2 separate regions of the Sus scrofa genome follow, and region 2 is linked to region 1. A link is a contact called in public HiChIP or PLAC-seq data. All regions are on one chromosome and are shown on one strand. Each heading gives the region's core, a stretch centred on a gene start, on an enhancer-like site or on the middle of the called end of the contact. The rest is flanking DNA. Distances are from core to core; before and after follow the strand shown.

The links. HiChIP or PLAC-seq counts read pairs in DNA pulled down with a chosen protein or histone mark.
Region 2: an H3K27ac HiChIP or PLAC-seq map of alveolar macrophages shows a contact between it and region 1. The contact joins the promoter of SNX10 here to the enhancer-like site in region 1. A contact is called at or near these places in 15 of 47 Hi-C or Micro-C datasets (alveolar macrophages, blood, embryonic fibroblasts and 8 more) and 1 of 2 datasets of contacts at active chromatin or transcription factors (alveolar macrophages).

Annotation. Positions count from the first base shown.
Region 1 is chr18:46,078,483-46,083,840 of Sscrofa11.1, reverse strand. It overlaps SNX10 (sorting nexin-10), which reads left to right. Exons shown (of 7, transcript XM_021079049.1): 3 at 4,462-4,548. Among named protein-coding and RNA genes, the nearest start is that of SNX10, 62 kb to the left of the region's middle. Within about 2 kb of position 2,225, at least 11 of the 83 cell types and tissues checked have an H3K27ac peak or open chromatin away from gene starts, as enhancers often do. A contact at or near this core is called in alveolar macrophages, liver, retroperitoneal adipose tissue and 1 more, where this site is marked.
Region 2 is chr18:46,140,635-46,145,992 of Sscrofa11.1, reverse strand. It overlaps SNX10 (sorting nexin-10), which reads left to right and starts at 3,010. Exons shown (of 7, transcript XM_021079049.1): 1 at 3,010-3,181.

The sequences.
Region 1 (5,358 bases), core at 976-3,475:
TATCATCAGAGGTGTGCTTTGGAACCATTCTTGTTTTTGTTGGGGGATGAGTTGGATGCGGGCCCAGAGGCCAATTAGCAGCCCTGTTGGGCTAGTCCTGGGGGCAGGGCACTCGCAGAGGGAACAGAGTTGTGGGTGGTTGGAAGGACGGTGCTTCTGGAGGTCGTGGTCAGTGAGTCACAGAGAGAAGTTGGGGTCTCTGGGTTTTTGGCAGGGGTTGCGGAGGATGAGATGGGGAGAAGGATGGTGTGGGGAGAGTGTGGACTCTGTGTCTTGTGGGACTTCCAAGTGAGCTGTCTCTGGAGGCTGGCTGTGCGGGGAGATGCCTGGGCTGGAATGGAGAGAGACTCATGAGCTCATGCTGAGCGCTTGAAACCATATGTTTGCATGAGGTCATCCTGGAATCATATCAGGGTGTGAAGAACCTCGGCCTGGGCTGGTGCACAGAGCCACGGCCACATTTAAGGGGATGAGAAGGAAGAAAGGTCATCATTTAACAGTCTAACCAAGTTAAAGATTTTCAGGATTGAAAACCTATTTGGAGTGTTAGCACCATAGTTCATTTTGAGCGAGCATTTGAACTGTATTGCTGTGTTCTTAGAAGACTTTTCTTCCCCAGCATGGCTTTAGAATATGCACGTAAAGATGAGAGGAAATGAGTAATAATAACGGTAGAATCTGAGAATCCCAACCCATTGAGACGAGGAAAATAGATCCTTTACTGTAATTTGTCATTATGCTGTCCATTCCTTTAACAAATATCATGAGGGGCCCTCCTCCAAGCAAGTTCTGTGAAATCCTTAGGCTATTCGGTGTTAGAGTGTTTGCTGCTGGGTTCTTAAACCAATATGTTTGTACTTAAAAAAGATATGCAGGGAGTTCCCTTTGTCCCTCAGCAGTTAAAAGAACCTGACTAGGATCCATGAGGATGCGTGTTCGATCCCTGGCCTCACTCAGTGGGTTAAGGATCCGGTATTGCCATAAGCTGTGGTGTAGGCCAGCAGCTGTAGCTCCAATTCCACCCCTAGCCTGGGAACTTCCATATGCCTCAAGTTCAGCCCTAAAAAGCAAGAAAAAAAAAAAAAAGATATGCAGCTGCTTTAGTTTTTCTGACTTGCTTATCGCCAGTGTCTGTGGGAAGCCCTCTGTGCTGTGCATTTTATTATAAGCGTTTTCTTTTCTGTGTAATGATACCTGACATTCATGTAGCACTTAATGAAAATTTTCCCGGTGCTTTCACAGGTAGGTGAGAATTCAGTCCTCCCAGTGAACAGCTGAGCAAGGTTGGACAGGCATCATTTCTATTTTCCTGGTATAGAAACAGGCTCAGTGAATAAGTTCATAATTTAGGAAGTAGGTCAGCAAGAATTCACCCCTGGTCTTGTGATCATAAATCCAGTCCTCTGTCTATGAAAAGGGACGTGTTACTCAATGTTCCTATGTTAGTAGTTGGGCAATAGCGAACAGATGGGGGCAGGGAGTTCTGATTTTTTTTTTTTTTTGAGAACCATTTGTCATTGCTGCCATCATCGATTAATACTATGTTGAGTGGTCAAGGGGTCTGTGATGCTGTAGTAACTGTGGACTTTATAATTTTAGTTTAGAAACCCTGTTTTAAGTTCGAGGTGGGGTTATATTTTAATTAAAAATTTTTATTATAGTTTATTTGCACTGTTCTGTCAATTTCTGCTAACCCAGTTTATATATATATATATACACACACACACACACATACACACATATTCTTTTTCTCACATTATCCTCCATCATGTTCCATCACAAGATACAGTTGTCTGTGCTACACAGCAGGATCTCATTGCTTATCCACTCCAAATGCATAGTTTGCATCTGTAACCCCAGACTCCCAGTCTACCCCACTCCCTCCCCATTGACAGCCACAAGTCTGTTCTCCATGTCCAGGAGTGTCTTTTCTGTCTGTCTGTCTCTCTCTCTTTTTTTAATGACAGCTTTGCAGCACCTTGGCAAGTGTGTTTTTTGTCTCTTCCTTTTGGTTTAACCTGGGCGAAGGTCTGCTGTTTCGGTAACAGGTGCATGTCTTTTGCTGTGGATATGGAACGTGGAGCTGTGGAAATATTTAATCTCCCTTGTGGGATCTTCAAGAACGTCTGCCTCCCCAGTGGAAAAGTGGAGCTGCCAACACCCTGTGAGGGAGTGTGGCTTACATGTGACCTGATGACTAGCAGCCTCTCCCTTCAGCTGGCTCGACGGGGGCAGCATGACCTTGTCAGCCCTCGTCAGCGTTCTGCCAGGCCCTGAGTGTGGAGGGGCACCAGGGGTGTTCGATAGGGTCTACCCTGGACTCTGGTCTTCTCTCCTCTCCCTAATTTGTCCTTCTATGGGTGTATGAAAAGCATTCCCAGAAAATGAGGTACCCCCCACCCCCACCCCCCGCAAGAGACCGAGGTGAAATGTGTACTAAGGGCAGGAGGCCTGGGTTCTGTTTCATTCCATTTCTAGGCAGGATCTACTCTATCCTGACCCAATCACATTATATGCAATGAAGGGTTCTAATTAACAATTGTTTTTATAACCCCCTTATTTATTTATATATTTACCTATTTATTTATTTTCAGGGCCACACCTGTGGCGTATGGAAGTTCCTAGGCTAGGGGTCGAATCAGAGCTGCAGCTGCCTGCCTGCAGCACAGCAGTGCCAGATCTGAGCCACATCTGCGCCCTACGCCACACCTCGAGGCAGTGCCGGATCCTCAACCCACTGAGTGAGGCCAGGGATGGAACCCGCATCCTCATGGTTACTAGTCAGGTTCTTAACCTACTGAGCTACAATGAGAACTCCCCTCTTATAATTTAGAATGTGCTTTTAGGAAATAATGGCCAAAACATTTAGAGCATTGCTATATTGTTGTCTTGTTTTTATTGTCTGTCTTCTCTGTGACTTTAAAAATACACAATGAAAAGATTTTAAAATAAGTCTCTTTGAAACATTAAGTCATAATGCCTGGATATGTACCGAGGGCAGGCAGGCAGGCAGTGGAACAGAAGTCTCTAGTGCGAGAACCAAGTGTCACCTTAGAAGGTGAGACTTGGTAGGTGGCAAAAGCTATTTAAAGGAATGTGGATGACTTTTCTCCTTTTCTCTTAGTCCTCTGTTCTGAAATATTTTATTATCTGCATAACAGAATGGAGGCGTTCTGTCCAGAAAACCCCATAACCTTTCTTCCCCTTCTGCCCTAGAGCATTGATGGCCTACTTCTCGGATGTGTCAAAACAAAGCAGTAAGAAATGTCTAAAATTTCAGCCGTGAAGCTTCCCCCCAATAAAAAATTAAAATATTTAAAATGAAATTCAGTTAACAGAGTTATAATCACCAAGTGAATAAATGATACTTTTAAAGTTTGTTGTGCCAAACAGAACTATTTTTGTTGTACCTTTTCCTATGTTAAAACTAAGCTAACTTAGTGAAGAGCATGTTTTTAAAGTATTGTGTTTTAAATTTTACCCCTATTTCCTGTTCTTATTATCTCTAAAAAGGAACAACATGATCTACTGGGTCGGTTTTTTTTTTTTTTTTTTTTTTTTTTTTGTCTCTTTAGGGCCATACCCACAGTATATGGAGGTTCCTAGGCTAGGGGTCGAATTGGAGCCTTCGCCGCCAGCCTACACCACAGCCACAGCAACTCCAGATCCAAGCTGTCTCTGTGACCCACACCACAGCTTGCGACAATGCCAGATCCTTTAACCACTGAGCAAGCCCAGGCATCAAACCTGCATCCTTCTGGATACCAGTTGGGTTCTTAACCCTCTGAGCCACAAGGGGAACTCCTCCTGTGCATTTTTTCTTAACTTCTCTTTTACCTCTATCATGAGGTTGCTGTGAAGCTGAAACGCTTTACTGCAAAGGAAAGTATATTTCCAACTAGAAAAGAGTGTCAAAGGTGCTCGTCTTTCTAGAGCCGAGTTCGTCTCAGGAGGCCGGGTGCACGTACAAGTCCTTTCAGCTCTCAGCGCTGCTTGTCACAGGACCTTTGCCAGTCTCGGTGGTTTGTGTTCTAGCCAGTGATTTATCAGGCAGGGCCTATAATTTTAACTCAGAGACGCGAAGAAAGGAAGAAGTGACTGCTTTTAAAACTTGGGGAAAATGTGAACCTATTTTTCATAATTAAAAATGAAAAACACAAAAAGTTAAAATCCGTTTGGGAGTCACCTTTCTCGTTATCTTCCCATCTCACCTATGAAACCATCCCGAAGGGCACCCCGTTCCCTTTTGCCTTGTTGTAAAAATTCCATTTGTGGCAACAGTGTTGGACTTCCTGTGGTGCTTGATTCATTAACTTTACTTCTTGTTTTTTTTTTTTTTTTTAAGAGTACAGCCGCGTTGGTTAAAGGTCTTTTCAGTTTTGGTCTTGCCAGCCATTTCTCTCAGCTTTTCCTAGCTCCGTTTGTGATCCTGAAACACATTTCTTTGTGATGCCCTTACAGGAATTTGTAAGTGTCTGGGTTCGAGACCCTAGGATTCAGAAGGAGGACTTCTGGCATTCTTATATTGACTATGAGATATGTATTCATGTAAGTATGCCATTAATAATTCATGGAAATCATTGTAATTCTTAGGTACGTTTGATGCGATACTATGATAGACATTTCTAAAATTTTTTTCTAATTCAAAGAACTGAATTTGAACGATCACACTGCTTGTCACTTAACTGAAGTAGTTCGATGGCTCTTAAGTTAAAAAAATGAACTTCTTTGAATTCCTTATTGTACCTTTGTTAATATTAATGCTTTAATGTTTATTGCCTTCGTGTATGAAGATGTGAATACATCTAAAATTCACAAAGAGTTTTTATAGCTCATTAATGGTCTGTCTTTATGATCTGTTATAGCATATTTCTGGAGACTATATTGCCTGATAAATCTTAGGTTTTGAGAGGAGGTAGAGTTCTTTGGAAGAGAGACGTGCAGTGTTTTATATGCCGAACAAGCAGTAGGAAGTGAATATGTGCAGTTATTTTGCCTTCGTCTAGGTTCTGAGTAATTACAATAAGTAAATAACTGCAAATGATTTACTCTATGTGGAAATAATGCTGTATCATAATCACTTGAACAGTGTCTGGTGGCATGTGGCCTCCTGAGATTATCTTGAATAAGGGTCCGCAGTCGTCTTCTGTAAAGGGCCAGCTGGTAAATACCTTCGGTTTTGTGGGCCATGTGGACTCTCTCCAAACAACTCAGTTATACTGTCGTCGAGTGAAAACAGCCATAAACAATACATAAATGGATGAGTATAACTGCGTCCCAGCATACATTTATTTGTAAAGACAAATGGCAGGTTTGGCCACAGGCTCTGTATGGTTTATTAGCCTTTGATCATGAAGG
Region 2 (5,358 bases), core at 1,761-4,260, 61 kb before region 1:
AAAAAAAAAAGACAGTTTTGGATAACATGCCCTAAATGTATAGGGAGTTCCCATCGTGGTACAGTGGAAATGAACTTGACTGGCATTCATGAGGACACAGGTTCAATTCCTGGCCTCAGTCAGTGGGCTGAGGATCCGGCGTTGTCTTCAGCTGTGGTGCAGGTAGCAGAGCAGCTCGAATCTGGTGTTGCTGTGGCTATGGTGTAGGCCAGCGGCTACAGCTTTGATCCAACCCCTGCCCTGGGAATCTCTATATCCTGCTGGTGCAGCCCTAAAAAAAAACCCTAAATAAATGGATAAATAAAATAGAATAACTGTATAGTATCAGTTAATTATAACTTCTGAACATCAAGTCCAGGCAACGTCCATTTTTATTGTCTGTGGATGTGGCCATTTTCCCAGGAGATGGATGAAGAACTCAGTGTCTTCTTCTTTTTATGCTTTTTAGGGCCGCATCTTAGGGGCCAAAGTTGACTTTCCTTAATATATCTAAGTAAGGGCACTTGGAGGTGGAAGATATTAGAGAAGAGGATCATATTATACCAACAACGTTAATATAATAACTAAAATTTATTGAGCGCATACTCTGCATCTAGCCCAGTTCAGGAGGTTTCCCTGGATTTTTTCCCTTACCCCTTCAACAACCCTATGAGGCTGGTGCTCTTATTTTCATTTCCTTTTTTCACATGGTAAAATGAGGCCCAGAAAATTATTTTCCCAGGATCACATAGCAAGAGGTGGTAAAGATGGGGTTTGAATCAGTTACCCTGTCTTTTTTTTTTTTTTTTTTTTTTGCTATTTCTTGGGCCGCTCCCGAGGCATATGGAGGTTCCCAGGCTAGGGGTCGGATCAGAGCTGTAGCCACCGGCCTACGCCAGAGCCACAGCAACGCGGGATCCGAGCTGCGTCTGCAACCTACACCACAGCTCACGGCAACGCTGGATCGTCAACCCACTGAGCAAGGGCAGGGACCGAACCCGCAACCTCATGGTTCCTACTCCGATTCGTTAACCACTGTGCCACGACGGGAACTCCTGAATCAGTTACCCTGATCCTGGAAGCGACAGTTGAGGCAAGATTTGGACAGGTAAGAGAAGTTCTTCTTAAAAGCAATTTTATGGTGATTTTATTAGCATGCTAGGATTTCTTAAGCACCAGAGAGTCCCAGTTTTTTGTTTGTTTTTAAGCTGCCCACTGCAGGTATAACAAAAAGTCAAACCTAACAAAAGTGGTTGATCACTTAGCTCAGTCTCTTGGATTCAGGTCGCATGTTACAATTCTTAAACTAGAAACACCACTCAGATGCTATCCTGATGGAATGGATTAAAATTCATTATTGCTTCATTCTACTCTGAATTCGTTTCATATTGTTTCTTTCTGTTAAGGCCATAATTCTAACAGATATTTAAATGACCTCCTATAGACTCTCCAAAGGTATTTTGCTGCTTTGTTCAGAGTTTTAAGGGAGTACTTTATTTATTTATTTATTTTTTGGCCATGCCCTCGGCATGTGGAAGTTCCCAGGCCAGGGACTGAACCCTCAGCATAGCAGCAACCCCAGTACTGCAGTGACAACACCAGGTCCTTAACTTTCTGTCATAAGGGAACTCTTGTGTAAGGGTGGGCTCTTGATGATAATAAATCCAGGAAGATTTTAATTTTGCAGAATCTCTTGGGATCTTAGACACACTGCATTTTGTTTTTCAGTCAATGCTTTTCTTTGTGGAGCATAGGGAAAAGAATTTGGAAAACATTTTAATTTGATTGTCAGAAGTGATTATCTTTCCATTCACCTGTGTGTTATAACTTGGGTGCAATTTTAGGAAATTAGATACAGGTGATTCAAGATTCAGTGACGCAAGGTCAGGATTCAGGCTGTTATGACAGAATATTGTAGTTTTAGAAGTTTTACCTTGTCAAGCCAATTGGGGTGTGGGGGATAGATGTGTGTATTTTCAGATAGGCCTGGAAAGGCCCTTAAAGTCATCAGTAGCTGACTGTGTCTAATGGAAGAAACTTGTGCTTAAATAACGAACCATTAGGCTACTGTCAAAAAAGAGACAACGGGGCCCAAATGGAGTCACTTATGCTAAGTGTTTGTGCGAAGACATCACCAAATGGAAACTTAAGACTTTAGTTTCAGCCTTTCCCAATAAGGAATGGAATCTGCAATTACCTGGTCAGCACCGGTGGCGTGATCAGCCTGATAGACCCCCGTCTTCTAGAGGACAGTGACTCGCCATGACCAATCCTTTTTTTGTTAGAATCACTTCCTTGTTCTGCCTCCTTACACACGTCAGTCTTTCATTTTGTTACCGTTCCTTAGAGCTCCTTTCTAGCTGCTAGCTTGGATGCTGCCCCATCATGAATCAATGAATGAAGCCAATAAAACCTTTGAAGTTCGCTCTGTGGATTTTTTTTTTTTAACACTACTTTTATTATTCTGCCATGTAGTTGTCTAGGAGCGGTTTAAGCGATTATTGCGGTTTTCCAGGCAAGTAGGTGGGTTAGACGCATGGTTTACTGACTCGGGCCCCTGGGCAGATCTCATTTCCTTCCCCCCAAAGTGAAATATTTCAAACATACAGACACGTTGAAAGAATTTTGCAGCAAACACCCATATGCCCACCACTTGAGTTCTACGACATTCTACCATTACCTAGGCATCCCTCTCCTCACTCATCAGGCCTCCCCATAACTAAGGGGACGGAGCGGGGGGCGGGCAGGGGGAGCGGGGGTCAGCAAGCTCAAGGTGGCATTCAAATGGCCATTCCCAAGGGCGCGGCTCGCAGGCCAAGGTCTTAGCATCAGGCCGAGCGGGGGTGCCTGCTCCGCAGCCTCATTTTGCGGACGCGGGAGGAGGAACCGGGCTGCGGACCGCGCGGCGCCCCCCGGCGGCCGACCCGTTCGGGGGCCGGGGGGACAGGGGGCCGGGGGGCCGCGTCCGGGTCGGCCGCGGGGCTGGGCGGGGTGGGGCGGGCCGGCGCGGCGCCGCACCTGCGCTGGGCGGTGCGGTGGCGGCGGAAGCCGGCGGCGGGCGCGGGGCCGCTACGTGCGCGGGGAGCGCGGGGCTGCGCTCGTGTGCGCTCGTCGCCGCCGCCGCCGCCGCTGCTGCGCCTTTGAGTCAGCAAACTCCGCCACCAGCTCGTCCGCTGCCCGGCTCTGCCCGGAGCTGCCGCCCGTAAGTGACAGGAAACCCGGCGGGGAGGCCTCCCCCGCGCCGCCGGGGTGGGCACCGCGGCCGGGGCCGAGCCGGCTGTCTTTTCCTTTCCTCTCCCGAGGCGTGGGGCCCTTCCCGCTGCTCCCAGGGGCCGCTCGCTGCGGGCTGGTGAGAGGTTTGGGTCTGCTGGGGCTGGAGCCGTGAGCGGCCGCCTTGCCTGCCGGGGTTGAGGGGGAGGAGGCATCGGTCGGCTTGTTTGCCGGGAGAGGGCACGCTTGGGAATCGATCCGGCTAAAAAGACACTCCGGGGAGAGAGTAGGGCGGAGGTGGGATCCTTGACGCCAGGAAAAGTGCTGAGGCACCTTCCACCAGGCCGGGTTGGGGTGGGTATTTTCTTATTCACGGAAGGGCAGCTTGGAGTTTAGAAACTGGGAGGGGTAGGCAGGGGGCTTTCGTGGGATTGTGGGATTCAGAGGAAGAAAGACCCGAGAGAAAATCCATGTTGACGATGACCAGGTCGGGTACCACGCGAAAGCAACAGCCTGTGTTTCAGTTCTGATGCATCATACTTCTTGAAGATGGGATGCGGTGATTGAGGGGGCTGGTCACGGGGACCTAGAGCCACGTGTCTTGCTTGAAAGCAGGGGCTACTGTTTTCTGCAAGGCACGTTTCCATGGAAGAATAATGGAATTAGAAATTGAGAGGAGGGAGGAGGCTTTCATGTGATCTCCTTCAAGCCTTTTATTTTGGAGACAGGAAAACTGAGGCCCCCCCGGGTGGGGCGCATTCAGCCAGTTGGGCGCAGAAGCAGGCCTAGGTTCTTGTGGATTTCTGACGCCCGCTGCAGCGTTCTTCTGGGTGGAGGTAGGCCTGAAATGCATGAACTCTCTCTTCTCCCCTGGGAGGGGTCTGGGCCAGAGGGGGTGAGTGCAGACGCTGGGCAGAACCCCACAGCTTCATCCATGGCCCAGGCTCAGCTGGGGCTCCTCAGTCTGAGACCGGGAGGTGAGTGAGATGCTTCTGCTACTTCTGCCATCTCTTCCAGGGATGCTTAGGCCTCAGGCCTTCAAAAAATAATTTTTTTAAAAAGGCGTGGTAGATTTAAGATTGACTGACGGGACTATTTTAAATAAAGATAGAAAATAAAATACACCCAGAAGCAGATATACATAAGATGTGAAGGAGGGAGGTGATTAGCACCTGTATTTCACGGGCTCACCCTCTCTCTCCTGCCGGTCTGTTCCCTTCTCACTTCAGAAGTGACTGTTTCACTCGTGAGGAAATCGGTGTTGAACGAGTGGGGACTTGCTCAGGTGACACTGGCCCTCACCAGGGGTCTCTTGGCTGACTGGCATTCTGCTTCTGCCTCCACCCCAGCGGGCTGTGGTCTGAACTTCCTCTTATTTTGCTTAGAGGCAGGCCTCCTGGAGCTTGGTATCCAAAATAAACACCTTCATTCTTTCCTATATAAAAGTATATTGATTGAAGACTAAGGTTTATCTTTAATTTTAGAGCACTCTTCATAGTATCTTTTCTCAGCCTTAGGGGCTCTCCTTCTAGAGGGTTCACTTTGTTAGTTTAGCCTTTGTGGGAAATGGCTTCTTTTTCCTCTTTCGGTCTCAGGGCTGTGGTTTAACAACCACTTGTGAGGGGTTTAGAGTTGGTTGAGACCAAGCCTTTGTCATCTTCCATTTCTTAGGGTGGCAAAGCAGGGCTCTTAGCCAAAGTCATGGTTGACCTCCATGGAGGGAATACCCTACACTTGGGACTGTTATCACTCACCTCTTGTTTTTCCTCTTAGAATCTAGTAGATCTGGATCAGCTCTTATGTTCTCCAAGCCCTGTTCAAATAAGAGATTGTATGTGGTAGTGGTTACAACTTCTGGTTTCGGACTCATTAGAGACGAACTCTGGGCGCAGTCATTTGCTGGCTGGGGTACTGTTAGCTGGGGACTTAACTCTCTAAATCTGATGGCTCCTTTATTCAGAAATTACGAAATGGTACTGATAATCCTTGCCTCCCAGAATTGTTCATAGCAATAGCTGACATGTACTGAGCACGGATATGTGCTAGACGCTGTGAAAAGAGTTTCTAAGTGGCAGGCTCATTAATCCTCACCAGGAGCTTCTTTTTTTTTTAATTTTTTAATTTTTTTTATTTATTTATTTTTTTGTCTTTTGTCTTTTTGTTGTTGTT